Linked DNA regions of Callithrix jacchus: region 1 is linked to region 2. The links are chromatin contacts, called in public Hi-C maps. All regions are on one chromosome and are shown on one strand. Each heading gives the region's core, a stretch centred on a gene start, on an enhancer-like site or on the middle of the called end of the contact. The rest is flanking DNA. Distances are from core to core; before and after follow the strand shown. Region 1 holds the start of NR4A3 (nuclear receptor subfamily 4 group A member 3). Region 2 has its middle 150 kb from the start of SEC61B.

What was found. A called contact is a pair of places that touch in the nucleus more often than the background predicts.
Region 1: a Hi-C map of skeletal muscle shows a contact between it and region 2, with 4 times the contacts expected there. The contact joins the promoter of NR4A3 here to the enhancer-like site in region 2. A contact is called at or near these places in 2 of 3 Hi-C or Micro-C datasets (both in skeletal muscle).

The regions. Positions count from the first base shown.
Region 1 is chr1:147,923,235-147,927,913 of calJac240_pri, reverse strand. It overlaps NR4A3 (nuclear receptor subfamily 4 group A member 3), which reads right to left and starts at 1,412. Exons shown (of 9, transcript XM_078373351.1): 1 at 890-1,412.
Region 2 is chr1:147,489,345-147,494,326 of calJac240_pri, reverse strand. No RefSeq gene overlaps it. Among named protein-coding and RNA genes, the nearest start is that of SEC61B, 150 kb to the right of the region's middle. Within about 2 kb of position 3,651, at least 6 of the 16 cell types and tissues checked have an H3K27ac peak or open chromatin away from gene starts, as enhancers often do. A contact at or near this core is called in skeletal muscle, where this site is marked.

The sequences.
Region 1 (4,679 bases), core at 163-2,662, 440 kb before region 2:
AGTCTCCGCAGCCTGCGCTCGCATGACCGCTCTCGTCTCACCACCGAGAACTTTCATTTATACTAAGAGTAAAACACTTGGAGCAACTTCTCCAAAAGCACTAGTTCTGTCAGTGAAAAGTAAAGCATGCCTTTCCCACACAGAGCCAAGGTCCGGAGGAGAGGGACACCGTCCCCACACGTGTCAGGCCGCTGGAGTCGGCAATTACACCCGATTTACCTCCTAAAGGAAAAGTGTAAACCCGCAAGTCAGCGACGCCAGGAAGACGTGCCTAGTGGAACCCCAGGCTCATTTCAATACAATAAGCCACATTCCTACAATTACGCCCTCTTTCCTGAGGTCCTCCGAGTGCCTCTGCAAACTCTGGCCGCCTCTGCCTAGGCCCTTCCCTCCCAAGCTTCCTTCCAGAGAACCAGCTCCGTGCCACGATTAGGTACATTAACTTGGACCACCAGAGCTCTTATTTTCAATCCTACTTAAAAGGCAGGAAAATTACTGCCGTTCATCACCGGAGCTGCAACTCCCTGCCGCTGCCGCCGCCGCCGCCGCCGAGAGCATCATTACCATGACAACTACAGCCGAAATACCCTGAATTACATTGCTGGAGCCGCTACAGCTCAAATCCCGGTCCTCCTCTTTGTTAGAGGCTTTTCGCCTCTTCGAGTGGGGGGAGGAATCCCACGAGCTCCAGAGATCCCCGCGGGCCCACTACTGGGGAAAAGTTTCAGACCAGAACCTACGGGCCGCTAGGCTAGCAAAGCCAAAGCCTGGCAGTGAGGTGGGGGAGGGAACCCCACACTCAAAAGTTGTCAATTTCAGGAGCGACGCTTCCCAGCTAGCCAACTTTTTAAACAAGCCCCCTTATTAACTGGGCGAATTTCATACGTACTTGAGTGCTGTGGCGGTTCCGTCTTTAGAGCGAGTTTCTAGAGAGCTGTCCCGAAATCTGCACTGGGGGGGAGTCACAGCTGCTGTCCCGGAAGGGCTGCGGTGTACAATCCCAGCGGCTCCCGGAGGCGGTGAGCGACTGGTGTGGGATGCTGCGATCCCGACTCATGGGAGAGCACAGCCGAGAGGTTCCGCGGGCGTCCTGGCTCGGGCTGCTACCAAGGGGGAGGATGCCGCTGCTGTTCCCACCTCCACGGCCACCGCCAGCACCGTCAGCGTTCCAAAGTGAGCCCGAGAGGGGCGTCCGGCTGCGGCGCCGCGCTGCACCCGCGAGGGCTCAGGGCAAGAGGGGTGTGAGCGCGCGGGAGAGTGAAGTGTGTGTGCGGAGCGTGTGTGCGCGCTTGTGTCTGTGTGTGAGAGTGAGGGAGCGGGTGTGAGCGCGTCTGTGTATGGGGAGCGGAGGAGGAGCAGGAGCTGTAAGAGTGGGGGGCGGGAGGCAGGAGACTCCGCTCTCCCGGCTGCGCGTTCGCTCGCTCTCTCGGCACGTCATTTATGCCACAGGAGCCCTAGCGGCCTCTGCATAGAGTGCCTGGAATGCGAGACGTCAATGTGACGCCATGGGACGCTACGTCACCCTCCTCCTCCCTCCCTTGGCCCAGCCGGTTCCGCGTGTGCGAGGGAGGGTGTGTGTGTTTGTGCGCGCGCGCGCGCGCGTTCCCCGGCCAGTCGCACGGCCACACAATGGAAACTCCGTCGCTCGGCCGGCCCCGGCCCGGGGGCTTCTCGGACCCGCGGTGCCAGCCCTTTTGCAGCGGACCGGCTCGCCAGGGCATGCGTCGGCGGGAAGGTGCAGCGACCTGCCCACGGGTCAGGCGGGACCGCCCAGCTGTCAGGCTCGGGTGGAGTAGAATTGGAGGACTGCTGCTGGCACGCCTCCGAGGCTGCCCCGAGGCACCAAGCCAGGGCGAGGGGGTAAGGGAGAGGACAGCTCTTCCGAAAGGGAAGGCTCCGCCTGCTAGCTTCTCCGAGTGACCTGGCAGCCGATGCAGAAGGCGTCTGGCACCAGCCCGAAGACGCCCTGAGGTGCAGTTGCACTTTCCTCCTGTAAAGGTTCTAAAGCTGTTTACCTCTCTCCGGTCCTCTGCGCCCACGCTAATCCTCTCTCCCCCCATCATTTACTGGGTGCGTGTTTCACACAGGGATGCAGATGGCTCTGAGGATAAGGTTTTATTTCTTTACACGTACAGCGTGGGTTTAACTGGACACGTTATAACCCAGCGAAGTGCACATTCATCATCCACACGCGCGCTGCAGCAAAAACTACTCAATGTGTATAAAACAAACACACGTGTAGAACAGCTGAGCGGGTTTGACTATTGCAAATCATTCCTCCTCCCCAGTCCTGGGCCAGAAATGGAACTTTCAACTAGCACTTTCACTTTTTGATGGTTGTAGATGCCCTCTGCCCACATCTCCCAAATTAAACATTTCGAAATCAATCAACAGGATTTATTAGTCAGTCCCTCGCTAGGGGATTTGCTTTGGTCTCCTGGGACACATTTGTCATGAAATGGTGTGCCGAAAGCCTAGGCGACTGTATAAGGGAGAGCAATTTCTTGCTGGAAAAGATAAATTTAAGTGTAAATTTCTTGATGAAAACAAACTTTATCAGAGTTAAAGACTTCTAGTGCCAAAGGTTGCTGCTGAATGAACGAAACCTCCTTCGGAAATGAATTTTTGCAGAGAAGAAAATATTTGAGTGAAACAATGCAGACGGAGTGGTCCCCATGTGGTCCGCTTGAATCACAAATACCGTTTTGTATCTTTGACTTGTCCCAATGTTTGCGTGTGGCGGGGGCAGGGGGTGCGCGGAGGGGAGATAAAGGATTAGATTGTAGACAGCACACGTTTTAGAATTGAAGAAGGTTCGAGCTAGAACCAGAAACTTGAAAAGAAACTACATATAGATAAATATGGCATGTATATATTTCTTCGCCTCCACTTCCAATTCAGACAGGGTGGTGCGTAGAGGATCGTGGGAGGATGCCCGGAAAGTTGACCCAGCCAAAAGCAACCGAATCTCTGCACAGCCGCGGGTTCCAATCCAGCCTCGGAAGGAAGGAGGGCGCTGCTACATTGTATCCATTCAAAGACTGGAGGGGGGGGAGCAGGACCTGGAGCCGCGCGGCGCTGACGCACGCGAGGCGCGTGATTGACGCAGGCAATGTTACTAAATTCGGCGGTTGGCCGGGCCCAGCCGCCGGCGCGCGCCGCAGATAGCGGAGTAGGTTCCCCTCGGTCACCCCCGCCCCTTCTCCATTCAGCGCCGCGTGGGGCGGGGCAGGGCGCGCGGGGCGGGGCGGGGCGGGGTGCGCGCGGCCGCGCTAGGATCCGGCCGAACCAAATATAGTCGGGCCTGTCTATTTTTAGCCGGGCCTCGGGCGCGAGCCCGTCGCGTGAGGGGGCGTCCTGACCCCGCGGGGAGTGCGAAGGGGGCGGGGGCGGAGTCGCCATCTTGGACTCGGTTCGACCCTGTCTGTTGTCCGGCGACGCGTGGCCGGGCTCGGCGCCGGGGGTCGGGGTGAGTGGGTGCGAGCCGTGGGAGAGCAGGGGGCCGCCGGCGGCTCTCTCAGTCCCGCGCGGGCTGTGAGGAGTGAGCGGGGCGAGGTGCGGGCTACAGCCGGGCGCGCGGCTCGTGCACGTGTGTGTGCGAGGAGGGGGGTGATGGTGATCCCCGCCCGCCCTGCGGAAGGCCCGGCGGTCCTGCCACCCGGCCTGCCCCTAGTTGCGTGGGGGCGGAGCTGCCCGCGGCCACCACTTCCTGAGTGCCGGGGATACCCTTCCCGGACGTCACGGAGGAGCCGAGGCGGTGGTGGCGGCCCGGGGCTTATCCTGCACTTGCATCACGGGTGCCGCAGCAGCTGCTCTGCTCCTTTGTGGCTTTTTCCCTTGTTGAGTAACTGCTTTGTTAACTGAAAATACCATGACGGGCCAGTGTGATCACCAGCTCCAGACCTCAAAGAAGTGAAGCTGTCAGGCAAGAAGAGGGAGACTCCCCCAGCCGGCTGCGATGGTATCTGGTGGGTGGGTGTGTAGAGAAGCACTTGACAGTTTCCACGTCTTCTTGCCTAACTCTTCACTCCCAAGAAGATTTAAAAATACTTTTATTTCCATGCTGTAAAAATTTCATTTGTGTTGTGCACCTCCCTCACTCCCCATAATCCCCCTTCAATTTAAACTTTCATGCAGAACTGCAGTCACTGTAAGCAGGAACCCTAAAATTAGGTACAGTTTTTAGGAAACGTGACATCTTTCAATGAATTTATTGAATAAACTACATTTTCTAAATGTTAGCATATATGAAAGGTCCTTGCCTTTCATATGACAACTCAGAGTTGTTACAATGCTACTAGATTGTTCATATGAATTGGGCTCCAGTGACCGTTTCAAACCAGTATCCTTGTTTACGTAATTTTTTTTTTTTAAAAGAAAACTCTTCTCCCTGGCTGAGAACCTCTAAAGTTTACTCTCGAATGGGTGTGTCTTCTGGACCTCTATCTTGGTTACTTCTGTTCATCCTTCTCCTTTCTCCCCTTCACCTTCCTTTACATCCTTTTTTTTTCACATGCTTACTCCTTTACATCCGTTTCTTCCTTTACATCCTTTTCTTCCTATCAAGTGGCCAATCTCTGATCCTGGACTGCTCTGTTAGATTGAGGACTGTTGTCTGACCTCCCTGAGCCAATGCAGTGTTCCTGTCTCAGTGCTTCTCTGGGTAGGAAGCTGGATTG
Region 2 (4,982 bases), core at 2,402-4,901:
AAGGCAGAGCCGTGGTTTGAACCAGAAATGTTTTCCTTTAGAGTTGTAGCTCTTGTCCTTTCTGCCACCCGCCCCCATCCCACCTACTCAAATGACTATGTGTTGCATGAAAGCACAGATGTGTGTGTATATATAAAAGATTCAGATAGGGGAGGGGAACATACCTGGAGGAGTATAGATTGATTATGGATTGGTCACTGCTGAAAGCTACTTCTGCCAGAAGCCCCCGCTCTCCAAAATATAATTCTATTAGTGTGTGTCATCTAAAAACATATATTATATCCTGGTTGTAAGAATTTCTATTTAATGGGGTACAAGACAAATTTTGGAGATTCGAAGCAATTTGAGACTCTTATTCTTCTAGTATAATTGAATGGTGATCCACTTTCTTGGCCTTTCCCCAAAGTCCTTGCTCCCATGGCAGGTTTTTCAGCCTACCTGGTGGACACTGTTTTGTCCTGTTTGGGAGGTATTAAGAAAAAATATCTACCCCAGCACCTTAGTTTTCCAAATCATTTGTCTTTGCCTGTTTCCTAGCAGCATGAAATACCAGTCTGGAGAAATAGATTTAGAATCAGTTTCAGTTGCCATTTAATGAGCACAGGTTCTGTGCATACAATTTTCCTAAATGATCACATTTGATTTTGATTCTCATCAAAACGATGTCTATTTAGCAATGAAGAACTGAGGGTCTAATGGGTTAGGAGACTTGCTCGATGTGCCCTGTTAGGAAGTGGGCAGAACAGGAACTAGAACTGGGCTCTGCAGAACTCACGGCCTGGCTCTTTCCACAGTGTTCACATTCTCTCCAGCCAGAAGATACGATCTGCCCAAATACTTGCTTTCCAGGCCATCTACCAGTTCTGCGGTATCCTGGGAACCTGCAGGACCGGCCAAGCCCAGGATAGGGCCGCTTGGGGCCAGGGCAGGTAGACTTACCTGGAAGAGCACCAGCCTAGCTATCAGCATATCCACTTTCTTCCTATTTCCTTTTGCAGCCTCCTTCCTTGGTTCACAATGACAGTCCAACTTCTGACAGTCCTGACTGCCATTCAAGCCTTTTTGCTATTTAAGAATTTTGAGGAAGAAAACCGTCATCTCAAAATCCTGGTAATCAGAAGTGTCTGGAGATTTCGAGCTGTTAACACAGAGAGGTGGCAAAAGTATTTTCTAGGACAGCCTTATGGGCCAGAATGGCACCGGGAGTTGACGTAACTGAAGCCTGGGCAGGTTTCCGAAGCACAGCTGAGGTGGAGAGTAGGTGAGGGCTGCCGCAAAGGCCCCAGCATCTGAAGAGCACTGCACAGTTTGTCAGAGGCTTTCAGCTCCACGCTCTCACTTAGTCCTCACAGCAACCCCATGCAGTGATGGGTGTCACTCCTCTTCACAGCTGAGGAGACCGTGGGGAGAGGAAACATGAATTGCCCACTGGCAGGCAGGTGAGAAGAGACAGAGCTGAGACTCTCACCTAGTTCTTCCAACTCCAGGCCCAGCATCTCAGGACTGTATCCCAATGGCTCTTGCACCTGTATCAGGGCCAATGGCAGGGTCAGTGGCAAATAGCAGAGGGTCCTGAAAACAGATGGGAACATCTAGAAAAGGTAAGGAAGTTGTCTCCGTCAGCTCCAGCCACTGTAACAAATACCCTCATTTAGTTCTGCACTGGGAAGTGCATGATGAGAGTGCCAGAATGATCAAATTCTGGGGAGGACCCTGGCTCGACATCTCCTTGCTGTGTCTTTACATGGCAGAGAGCAGAGAGAGGAAGCTCACACTCTCCTGTCTCTCTTTCTGTGGGCACTAATCCCACCACGAGCGTTCTGTCCTCATCACCTCATTACCTCCCAAGGGCCCCAGCTGCAAAAACGATTACATTGGGGATTAGGGTTTCAATATAAATTTGGGGGAAATGCAAACATTCACTACATAGCAGAAGTATAGCGCCCTGGTGGCCCAGTTCATTTAGTGTAATAAACCTGGCGCTGTGCTAGGCTCTGGGGATATGGCCTGAACAAGGTAGGGAGGCCAGTGGATAAACAGGCAACTCCCACACAGAGGAACAAGCATTCTGGTGGAGGGACGTGCAGGGGAGGGCACCACACCCAGATGCAGTACTGGGCCTGATTCATTTTCCAAATATACAAAAATGACTTGAGGTTTGCAGAAGGAGTGAAAAACAAGTAAATAAATAAAGGTAGTTGCTGTAGGAGGGGAGATCCAAGAAGACTTCCCAGAAGGGGTGGACAGCCTTCTGGAGCTGGGGCCCTGAAGGGTGGGTAGGATCCTGATGTGCAGAGACTTGGAGAAGTATTGCAGCCCAAGGAAGAAGCATGGTCCCTGCAGAGGCAGGAAGTGGGAGATTCCTGGGAGTAATCACTCACCTTCATAGCCTGTGTAGGCACTGTATGGGGTAGGGTAACAGGAGATGCAGCTGGAAAAGCAGATGGGGGTCAAGACAGGCCTTCCAATGTTTCATTTTATCTCACAGGCAGTGGGGAGCTGTCGAGAGCATTTTGAGTGGAACAGTGATACTGTTGGCTCTGCATTTTGAAAAGGTGGTTTTCAGGGCAGTTTGGATGATGCTGGGGAGAGGCTGACAGGTTCAAGGTCATTCCTGAGGAGCAGGTAGCTGAGACATGATAAGGGGATTAGCAGGCTGACTTGAGGGCAGCACCAGCATACAAGCCCCAATCATATCCGAGAAGTACAGATCCACCTGGAGGAGCCAGGAATCAGAGGCAAGCTCAAGGCTGGTGATGAGCCAGAGGGCAGGGGCAAGGCAGATGAGAAGACTCCATGGGAGTGCAGGGCTAGGGTGGGAGGCTGGGGGCAGGGGTGTGAGGGCTATTGTTCGAAAGGGCCGCAGGTAGGCCCCTAATTGAATGTGGGTGTTCATGAGTGCATGTATGTGCGTTGGGCTGTACATGTGGATAATGATGCATGCACGGACGTGTCCCTGGCTGGGAGGAGAGGGCACTGGGCTAAACGGTGACAGACCAGGAGATAATGAGGGCCCCCAAAGGCCTGGAGGGGAGACATACAGGCTGGAGCAGGTCCTAATACCCACATGGGCACTCAACCCTTGGCCATCTCTGTAGCTATAGAAAACAGAGCAGTGAGCTTCCCAGAACGGTTTTGTTCCCTTGGTCATGCTTTACTGGAAGGCAGTGCCTGCAGCACCTCCCAGCTGTCCAGCTCAGGAGTCCAGCCACCGTGCCCCAGGCACCTACTTAGCATGTGACACCAGAGACACAGACATGAAAACCTAGTCTTTTTTAAAAAACTTGAATCAAACTTTATGGCACTTTCCACTGATTTTCTAGAAGTTTGTCCTCTGCACTCAAGGCTGAGGAAACCAGCTTATGGGCAGGCTGGTCATTCCAGGGGGTTCCTTTGAAAACTTCCGGGGTGTCCAGGAGCCAGCAGCCTGCTGCGCACGGGACGCAACGCCGGGTGAAATCCCAGATGAAAGTGAGCGGCATCGCCGAGACAAACCCAGATCCTTTTCAGCACAGCGACTGCTTCCTTTCTCCCTTCCTCCCACAGCTCGGCTAGAGTTTACTGCCCAGCCGAGCTCCGTGGAGCGTTTCAGAGCCATCCGTGCCGCTTGCCCCCCAACAGGGCGACGCCGGCTGGCTGACCCCTCGCCTGCTGGGGGGTACTGTACCCACGGCCGGGGCTTCGCTATCCCTTTCCTCCCCTCCCGCTGCTGACGCACGCTTCCTATAATAAGCCTCTGTTACTTGGAGCTGGGGCGGCTCCGTAGTAAGCCGAAACCGCTACTATATTTACACCCTTTCCACATTTAGACAAAGGCTATTTTTAACAGAAGGTCTATTTGTGGGGGTTGCCCACGTCACACTGTTCACATGCATCTCACCATCCTCAGTCTGTTCTTCTGATTTCACACTTGTACCGGGCCTCTCTCCTTCTCTCTCTCCTTCTCTCCATCATTTTTCTTTCATTTCTTCCTTCCTTTCTCCCATTTTCTTCCTTTTTAAAATCAGATTGAGGTCTTTGGCAGGCTGTTTGGCCAGAGCCCTTCAGGAGACAGTGAGGCCCAGTCCTCACAGAGCAGAGTGGGCAGTGTGGCCACGTGCTGGGCTATGAACTGTTCTTGGCACCTACTGTGAGGACCAGCAGAGACCCCAGTGCCCAGGGGCTCCATATTGGCCCGTTCTGCCTCCAGGTTTATGTGGGCAGGATGCTGGGACCACGAGAGTCTGCCCTTTTCTCCTCATGCCAATCTAGTTTTATTGGAGGGGGGACGGGTGTGCACGTCTGTGTGTGTGTGTGTGTGTGTGTGTGTGTTGGGGGAGAAGTGGTGAGCAGGGTCAGAGGAAAATAAGCCAATGCGTTCATCATTCGTGCAGAACACTTTTTCAACTTAAAAGTTAATTTTATCAGATTTGTCTAAGATGACACAGTTTTTGTTTGTTTGGGTGAAGGCGGTTTCATATTTCCTAGATGCATAATCCACTTATGAAAAAGAGGGGGGATACATGGAGTTAGCACATGTCAAGTGCTTGCTGTAGTCAAGCCCTATTGGGCACCAGGGAGATCTGGACTCAGACAGCAGAGCTATAAGGGGTGGTCCTGCCTGCACCAGGTTTCAGGTGAGGAGATTGAAGCCCGTGGAGATCCAGGTCAGGCCTGAATTCACTTAGCTGGTAAGCGGCTGTGCTGGAACTTAAATCTTTACAGACTGCGTGCTGGCCCCAAATCTCACACCTCCCCCATTGTTCCCTTTTCAGCTCCTAAAACACGCTAGTCTCCATTAGCACTGTTTCTGTTATTTTCTTTCCCTAGTTCTGCTCCTCTCCTCAGCCCCCACCCCAATGAGAAGAGACCTTCCCCACCTCAGAACCCCATCTGCATTTCCTTGGTCTACTCTTCAGATTATGAGTCCTCTCAAATACAGGCATGTCAGAATCTAAAAAGGACACCAGAAAAGGCCTGGTGGGCACTGAAGTGTCCCAGAG